Linked DNA regions of Mus musculus: region 2 is linked to region 1. Evidence: chromatin contacts called from public HiChIP or PLAC-seq data. All regions are on one chromosome and are shown on one strand. Each heading gives the region's core, a stretch centred on a gene start, on an enhancer-like site or on the middle of the called end of the contact. The rest is flanking DNA. Distances are from core to core; before and after follow the strand shown. Region 1 has its middle 200 kb from the start of Gm30397. Region 2 overlaps Gm30504 (a long non-coding RNA gene).

The links. HiChIP or PLAC-seq counts read pairs in DNA pulled down with a chosen protein or histone mark.
Region 2: an H3K27ac HiChIP or PLAC-seq map of embryonic stem cells shows a contact between it and region 1, with 4 times the contacts expected there. The contact joins two enhancer-like sites. A contact is called at or near these places in 1 of 484 Hi-C or Micro-C datasets (embryonic stem cells), 2 of 115 datasets of contacts at active chromatin or transcription factors (both in embryonic stem cells) and 1 of 9 other capture datasets (embryonic stem cells).

The regions. Positions count from the first base shown.
Region 1 is chr8:44,567,483-44,571,847 of GRCm38.p6, forward strand. No RefSeq gene overlaps it. Among named protein-coding and RNA genes, the nearest start is that of Gm30397, 200 kb to the right of the region's middle. Within about 2 kb of position 2,434, at least 3 of the 459 cell types and tissues checked have an H3K27ac peak or open chromatin away from gene starts, as enhancers often do. A contact at or near this core is called in embryonic stem cells, where this site is marked.
Region 2 is chr8:45,233,536-45,237,900 of GRCm38.p6, forward strand. The region is part of intron 3 of Gm30504 (a long non-coding RNA gene); the gene reads left to right. Among named protein-coding and RNA genes, the nearest start is that of F11, 26 kb to the right of the region's middle. Within about 2 kb of position 1,911, at least 22 of the 459 cell types and tissues checked have an H3K27ac peak or open chromatin away from gene starts, as enhancers often do. A contact at or near this core is called in embryonic stem cells, where this site is marked.

The sequences.
Region 1 (4,365 bases), core at 1,184-3,683:
AAGGAAGGAAGGAAGGAAGGAAGGAAGGAAGGAAGGAAGGAAGGAAGAAAGGAAGGAAAGAAGGTAGTAGGTAGATAGGTACACAGATACACCATGCACAAAAACAAAAAACAAAATAAACAAGCAAAATATCAATTAGACAAAACAAAACAACTAGCCAAACAAAGCAAAATGAAACAGAAAGGTCTATAAAAATACCACTGAGTTCATAGCTTGGAGCTGGTTAATGTTGCCGCTGAGGTTTCATTGGAGAAAACTGATTTTTTTTATTATTATTATTATTTGCCAGTGGTATCAACTGCAGAGTGCTTCTTGTACAGTAGAGTAATTAACCAGGAGTCCACGGCTATCACCTTCTACACAGAATAGCCAAGTAATCTCCTGGCATGTGTAAACCCTAAAGACTACAGTGCAAAAGCTAGTGTGTGTCTTTCTCTGCTTTTGCTTGTTAAATAATCATGTCCTGGAAGGCAGATATTATGAATAAAATGTCCGAGTCTCAGCAAAAATAACATTTCATTCGTTCCTAAATATCCCCAGGTTTGATCTTAACCTAAAGCATGAATGCTTTAAATAGGTAAATTGAAACTAGAATTGTATCATTCCATTCTAAGTCAGCAAATTCAGTGCCTACAGACCTGCAAGCAACAGTGTAAGGCAACGTAAGGGGTAAGGCTGCCCCTCGGGCTCTCTGCCTGGGAAGGGAGTTTTTCTGCCCTGACTTTCACTAGTTAATAATGCAGGCTTCAGTATGAACGGGGTTCACTATGTAGGAACTGAAAATAAATGACTTTACAAGGTGCTGGGGATACAACTGTTATTATTTTAACTGACAAGTGAAACGAAGCAATGAGAGATGGATCACGACCCATAAGCCACGCCATGAGTGATAGAAATTTCAAACATTCTGATCCTGAAGTCCATGCGAGCATTCTCCCTTCGCATCTAGAGCGCTGCGTGCGTGCGCCCTTGTCCTGTCTCCACAACGCTGTTCACATTTTCTCTTCTGAGAAAGGACTTCTACCCAGACGGAAGAATGTATGAGTCTTCAGAAGATATTCTCTTTCAAAAGTCATTTAATTTAAAAAAAAAAATAAGAGAAACCACCATGGAAGCCTGAAAGAAAGTGGAAGACAATTAAGTGAGCAGGAAAATTAACCAGAGACATGTATAGCGATCGGCAATAACAATCTCAGCCAATCTGCGAAACTTCAGAATTATAAATGAACCAACAAGAATGAAACTTTTTTTTAAAGCATTTACAGTATGTTCTGGGAAATGTAGTTCAGAATACGTAGTGCATCATTCAAAAATTTGCCCTGTGCCTTATATTTTCAGGAGGCCTAAAATTATTTTCATGTTTTTAAATGTAAAAGCAACATAGACATGGAAAATGAATATTTCTCTTTAAAAACTATAGTTCCAGATAAACTCATTATTAAAACATTTTCAGATGTGTGTTTGTGCGTGTATGTGAGTGTGTTTGTGTGTGTGTTTATGTGTATTCGTGTATGTGTGCGTCTTTGTGTGTGTGTATTTGTGTGTACATCTGTGTGTTTGCTTGTGTGTGTATTTGTGTGTTTGTGTGTGTGTGTGATCAAAGAGGATCTCTACAAAAATTGTTCTACTTTTGATAAATCAAGTATATTTTAGAGACAAGAAATTATTTGAATGATACTCAATTTCTTTCATAATGGAATTCTATTAGTACAATTGTCTGGAATCCCCAGCCTCCTAAGACCCACAGTTATGACCTTTAACTCTACAATTCTACATTTCTACTGAATGGTCAATTGGTTAAATAGTGTGCACACTGAGGGATTGTAGACAAAAGGCCGAAGAAGGGAAGCTATTTGAGGGTCAGTTAAGAAGAAGTACTCAATTCCTGACCAGTTGTGGATAGCCCTGGGGTTAATTATATTTGATGTTAATTCTGTTCTCCAGTAAGTGGTTGTGAACAAGGAGTGAGTCAGCACTCAGGTGATTTCCTGTAAACCTGCTTCCCACCCTAATTTGTAAAATAAAGGAGAGCTGATGATTGGGCAGATAAAAGGGAAGGTGGAAAGGAAGGTGAGGAGAGAGAGAAGGAGGAGAAAATGGAGAAGTAGAGGACGCAGAGGAGGAGGAAGAAGAAGAAAAGTGGAGCAGAAGCACATGGCCTGGAGAAACCACAAGTTCTAAGGGGTCTCATAGATGTGGAAGACGTTAGTGTAGCGGTAGATCTGCCCAATCTAGGCGCACAGCGTGTACTCATATTAATGGAGTTGTGTTTTCATTGCTGGGGCATATTTGGGTGGAGATTTACAGCAGCACTGACCCACTTTGGTTAAACCTGTTTAAGATGCTGATTAGCAAACCACTAGGAAATAGCTCATAAAGAAGGTTCAAGGCGGTATGGATAAAGAGAAACAGAAGGCATGCTGCTCTCTTCTGTCCCCGGGAGAAGAAAACAATGGCAGAAATCCACAGACAAGTCAGAGGTGACCCAGATATCTCTGAGCAGGGCTAGTATCTCTTTGTCTGTCTCTCTGTGTCTCTGTCTATCTGTGTGTGTCTGTGTTTCTGTTTCCCCCTCTCCCCCTCCCTCCCTCTCTCACTTTCTGTCTTTATCTGTCTCTCTCTCCCTTTTTCTCTCTCTCCCTCCCTCTCTCTCCTCTTCCTATTCCTCCTGCTCCTTCTCCTCCTCCTTCTTCTTCTCTGTCCTTCCCCCACCTTTGCTCTCAAACTATAAATAGAACAGCTCCCAAACTTTTTGCTTTTCTAATTCAGACAATTTAATTATAGTCATATTTTTAAAACCACAAAGCTCCCCCCCCACCAAAAAAGCCCCTTGAATTAAAAAAAATAACTTGGACGTGCAATGTCTGAAAAGACAGTAATTCTATGTCCCTGTGTCTTATGCAAGGTTCCTCCTTCTCCTCACATCCTTCTCTGCGTACACTTCCATCTATCCACCACCTTCCACAGACTCACAATTTTCTTTCTGATTCCTGGATTCCATCTTAGTACACAGGGTGGAAGACCAAACTTAAGAGAAGAAATGAGATGCCAGTAAAATGGCCATATCTAATTTTAGGTGCCCAGCTACATACAAGAGAACTGCTGCTTTCTGTTTTCTGTGAGCTGGTGTTTTGTGTGGCTAGAAAAAGCACCATGCTCCCCAAAGCCTGCAAAAACTAGCATTTGCAACCTCTATGAGTACAACCAACCCACAACCTCTTAAGCTTTCTTATGAAGCTAATAATATGTATTATTTGGACAGTCTTGATGTTTAAAATGGAATCAATTTCCATCAGTATTTTCTATTCTTAAATCTCCTGGTCCCATAACAAATAAGTTTCTATTTTCCTGAATTGAGCTTTCAACAGTAGGTGTTCCCTTCTGTGCATAAATATCTTCTGCAAAGTAGAGACATGCACTTCTCCTATAAAAAACATGTTTTATGTCTGTGACCCTTGGGATTCTCACTGTAAGTGCTAATCAGAGGAAAGTTTGTGGGAACACATACTTTGAGTTCTGTCTTTGCTATTATAGTCTCCCAAGACTGACTTGTGTACAACTGTTGAACTCTGAAGAAAGACAAAGAGGGCAGGGTGGCTTGTTTTATTTATTTAGCTCTACCTATGTATTTTTAATGCTAAAATGGCATAACTCTCATGATTTCAAAAACTAACAAGTGGTAAATAATATATTAGAGGCATTTGAGAAATTAAAAAGATTCAAGTAGGTAATAATTCTTTGGGAGTTCAATTTAATGCCTCTAGAGCATTTACTGTTGGTCTAAACAGACAGTTTTAATCGGTATTTTAAGATATGTTGTTTATTGCCACATATTTCTTGAGGATTAATGTCTGTATTTTGCAGTTTGTACAGAATCAGCACTTAAAACCCTCCTGATGCCAGAGAGTTATTTCTACGCTTAGCCCTCCCTTATACCCTTGTCTCAGGTCACTGTGCTTGCTCTGTTCATTATAAAAGTTACACAAAAACTAAAAGTTAAGAAGAAAGAGGTCACAATCTACCTGTGTCTTTACTAAAGATTTGACCCATTTTACTGAGATAGCAAGTATAAATACTAGGGAATATAAAAGTGTAAACTGCAAACTTAGATATATCATTCCTCAGAATGTTTGAGATTAGCTCTTTTTAAGAACACACACAAACAAAAACACACACACCACACACTCACACACACACACTCAGGCACAAAACCACAGTAAGAAATCATGAATATTCTCCTTGAACTTACATAAATTAATGGTCAATATAATATCCGTAAGTAAAAATTGTCCAATATATTGAAAATATAACTCAAACAAAGTGAGTTTTAATAATGAATACATTATATTAGCTTAAACGCTGAAG
Region 2 (4,365 bases), core at 661-3,160, 670 kb after region 1:
CCCCTTTCTTTATTCATTTACGTTTACTGTAACTTATGTCTTCAACTGGCTCCTTGAAGATGGGTGGTGCATGTTAGAGCTGACAGAGCACAGGCTCTGACCTTAATAACTCTGATACCAGCACTAACGTCCCTAAATACAAGTGTCTGAGTTTTCCAGTGAAATGTTATTAATATCCAGATGGAGAGCCTGATGCTTTCAGGTCCTGCCCGAGTCCATCTCTCTCATCCCTTTTCTGCAGAGTGACTCAGTGTTAACAGTATCTGGCATAGCTCATGTAGCTCCTCTGACTGGGGTGTCGGGTACAGGTAGGATGACGGAAACAGCATCATTTTATTCTTCTTTATTTCAAAACACCTTTCAAACCCATCTCAACCTTTACTCACCAAGGTTTGCAATCTCAACATCTGATTAACCTTCACTAGAATCTCTCTGGGGACTAGACAAATTCATGAAGCCTCTAGTTTGCCATATGAACATTAATGCTTTCATTTGGGAGTGATGGCTGTCTCTTGTGCACAAATCTTTCAGGGAACATACCTTGTCTTAGGAAAAAAAATATACCTAACCTGAATTTCCATGAACAAGCATGGGGAATAGAAAAACACTGTGAAGACCCGGGTGTGGTGGCGCACGCCTTTAGTCCCAGCACTTGGGAGGCAGAGGCAGGCAGATTTCTGAGTTCGAGGCCAGCCTAGTCTACAAAGTGAGTTCCAGGACAGCCAGGGCTATACAGAGAAACCCTGTCTCGGAAAAAACAAAAAAGAAAGAAAGAAAGAAAGAAAGAAAGAAAGAAAGAAAGAAAGAAAGAAAGAGAGAACGAAAGAGAGAAAGAAAGACAAAGATAAAGACAAACACTGTGACTTAAAGTATGTATCTCTGGTTTTATAAAGAAATATCTATGCCTACCAGTGTGGTGCAATGGGCTTTCTGAAGGATGACTTATTTCCTCATTCATGTAGTAGAGCATTCAGATAAGTTGACAGAAAAATCAACAATGATAAGTATTTTATATCATGACTTTGGCCCGGTAGCTATGACAACCAAGGAAGCAAAGCAACGCAGTGATAGGTAGGTCTATAGGAATGTCAATAGAGCTGTTAATAATCTGAACAGAAGTGAGGGGCTCACAGGGCTCTCATGTGGGAATCCAGGCCTTATTTCCCCTTGTCTTCTTCCCCAGCTACAAAATAACTTTGGAATGGTAGAGTATACATTAAGTGCAGGGTTAAGTGAGAATGGGACTCCAAGAATAGCTTCCATGAGGTCATCGGCCATGATGGAATGGAACTTCTCAATGGTGTCTGGTTGGTGTCACTCCAAGCCCTGTAGACAGCCCCTCACTTACATCCTGTGGGCTCACCAAGTCAACTCATCAGTTTGCCTAGCTGGGACTCCAGTGGAATCCTAATTCCGTGTGCTGTCTTTGCATTAGGAATGGACACCTGCTTGCTTACACCTCCCTAGTGAATATCGGTGACATGTGTGGCCATATGCAGATATTGTCAAGTTGAAAGCAAAGGCTTTGGTGACCGATTCAGCATGAAAAGAAGTCTAGGATTTCTCACCATATGCACTGAGTTGAAATGAACTTTATAACTGAAGATCGAGAGGCTGTCAGAAGGCACTGCTCGCTCAGATGTGTTCTTGGTGTAGTATATCTATTTCTACCTGGCTTTCCTGGCCGCCCTCTAAGAGGTAAATATGCAGAGAAGGTTATTTTTGCTGAATATTTACCACATTGCTCACACTGGGAGGATTGATACTTTATTTGAAAGGGAATCATCCCCCTCTCACAAGCTATCCATCTGTGAATACGATAAGTTGGAAAGATCAAAGCCAAATCTGTGCATGGATTTGCTGAGTCATACTCCTACTCAGCTGTCCCCTCACCTGTCCTCATTACCATGCTAAAGAGTTGCTATGTGGGCGGGGAAGTGGAGCTCCGAAAACTGACTACTGTGTGACACTACAGGAAGTGGAGGCCTTTCATGCCTCTGGAATTGTAAGCCCAAATAAACTCATTCTTCCGTGACTTGCTTTTGGTGAAAGTGCTTTCTCACGGCAACACAGAAAACCTACTAATACGCAAAACATAAGAAATAAATAAAACTATATCAGGGGATTGTTAGTAGAAGTCACAAGGAGCAAAAGGATGGGACTAAGAAGGCTGGTGACTGCTGGAAACGGGGACTTCCACAGGAGACTATCAGCAATCTGTATACATTATGTATGTAGATTATATGCATATATAAATGTAAACAGCATATACATATATACATGTATCTGTAAACATACGATGCACATATATATCTTATACATATAATCTTCATACATTAATGGCACACACAGGCCTTTGGTGTTGTCCATAAGACCCGTGGCTAGGGCCGCAGGCCTCCACTGTCTGCAGATCTCTCTGTCAAAACAAGGTGTCTCCTGTCAGCATACTTCCTGTTCCAGGCGCACAACAGGGCACCTGAGAGCTGGGGCTCTCACATACTGAGCAGGAGCAAACATGACTGTCTTCAGTGCTTGTCATTCTTCGCCAGGGTTTCGTGCTGCTGATAACATGCGAGTTAACAAGAGAAAACCCACAGAAGGCTATTGCCCCTGCAGCCCACCTCACATCAGTGAAAAGCTACTGTCTTGGAAAAATCACTCTCAATCTACTCACCAGCTTAAGATCGGTATGACAACACTATCCCAACAACAACAGCCATCATAAGTCCAAGAATGACAAGGCAAAAAAGGAGTTTCAGACTAGGGAGTAAAGCCAGCTGGATTCCACTGACACCTGCTGGTCTCACATCTGGACAGATGAACCGTTCTCTCCAGCCAACAAGGGAAGAGCTGCATCTGTTCGAAGGGATAGGTTAGAAAGGCCTTATATCTGTGGGGATCACCGCCTTCCCTCTCTGCTTGTTCGCTCGGCAGGGCATTTGAACCTGCTTGCCCCTCCCAGGCAGGGCACCACAGCATGCCACTCTAAACAGGCCTGGGAGCCAGACACACAGATGTTCGCTGGATCTGGTCAGGGGCCTCCGCACAGCTTGATCTCCCACACTGTGGGCAGGATCTGAGGAAGGGCTGATTTATGGCTTTGTTATAGGTGCTCCAGCTGAGACTGGTACCTTAGGGCTCCCTGCAGACGAGACTGTTAAATGAGACCGAGCAGGGAGTGGGTTTCCAGCTGTTTCTCTGCTTCTTTTGGAGGCTGAGAGCTTCTGTACGCAGAGTTACTGCGCCCTCTGCTGGGTTTCTCATGGAAGCTCCGAGGATTTCACACTTCTCTAGTGTCTCTTGACCCCTAAACAGTCTGGTTATCAGTATCCCCGTTTGCTTTATCCAACACCTAGCTAGATGGCTCATTTAGAAACACGGTCCATGAGTCAGAGAGTTCTTTCCCTACCTCAGGCAGTCTCACTTTCATGTGAGATGAACAACTTCATTCTGATGGCGGGTCAGCAGTTCTAAGTGGCTTTCTGTGTCATAGTCACAAAATACCCAAATCTTCAACCTCAAAAAAACTGGTTTCTGCGAGCTCCCTGGTTGGTGTGTGACTATGTCAGATTGGGCAAGGAAGAGCCAGGGAAACACAGCTGGTAGGAAACCTCTAATGAGGGGTCTGACCTCTTACAGAGGCGTGTTGGGGTGACTGAACCTGTAACTGCCTATGAATATGCATGTACCGTATGTGTATGTATGTGTGTGTATGTTTGTATTGCTATGTGTGTATGTATGCAAATGCTGTGTGTATGTGGTCTGTGTATCTATGTGTATGTGTGTGTATTGTGTATGTGTGTATACATGTTTGTATTGCAGTATGTGGGTGTGTATATGAATACAAATGCTGTGTGTGTACGTGCTCTGTGTGTATTGTGTATGTATGCATGTGTGCATGTGCTATGTGTGTGTATGCATGTGTGTATACATATACATGTGCGTGAATGTGCTGTATGTATGTATGTATGTATGTATGTATATGTTTTGGGGTGTGCCAGTCAGATTTGTGTTACTCTACAAAGTTATAGCTCTCTTCTTAATAAGTAGAGAGAGCTTTAATTATCTCTCTGTTTACCACATTCTAAAGCTGAGTGCCTGCACATGCTAACTAGATAGAGATAATGGGTAGCCAGGGTATCATGGCTGGAGTGTGTGGGCTAGAAGCAAATCCTCGAGCTAGGAAGTGGAGAACCATAGAGACTGGAGTTCAACTATTGCCTCGAGGGGCACACCTCCACCTCCATAGACCTCCCACTAGATCTGACTTCTCCAAAGACTCCAGAGCCACTTCATTCAGCCACACTGGAGGTCAAACCTGTAACCGGCGGTCGCCCTTGGCAGGGTATTCAGCCAACCAACAAC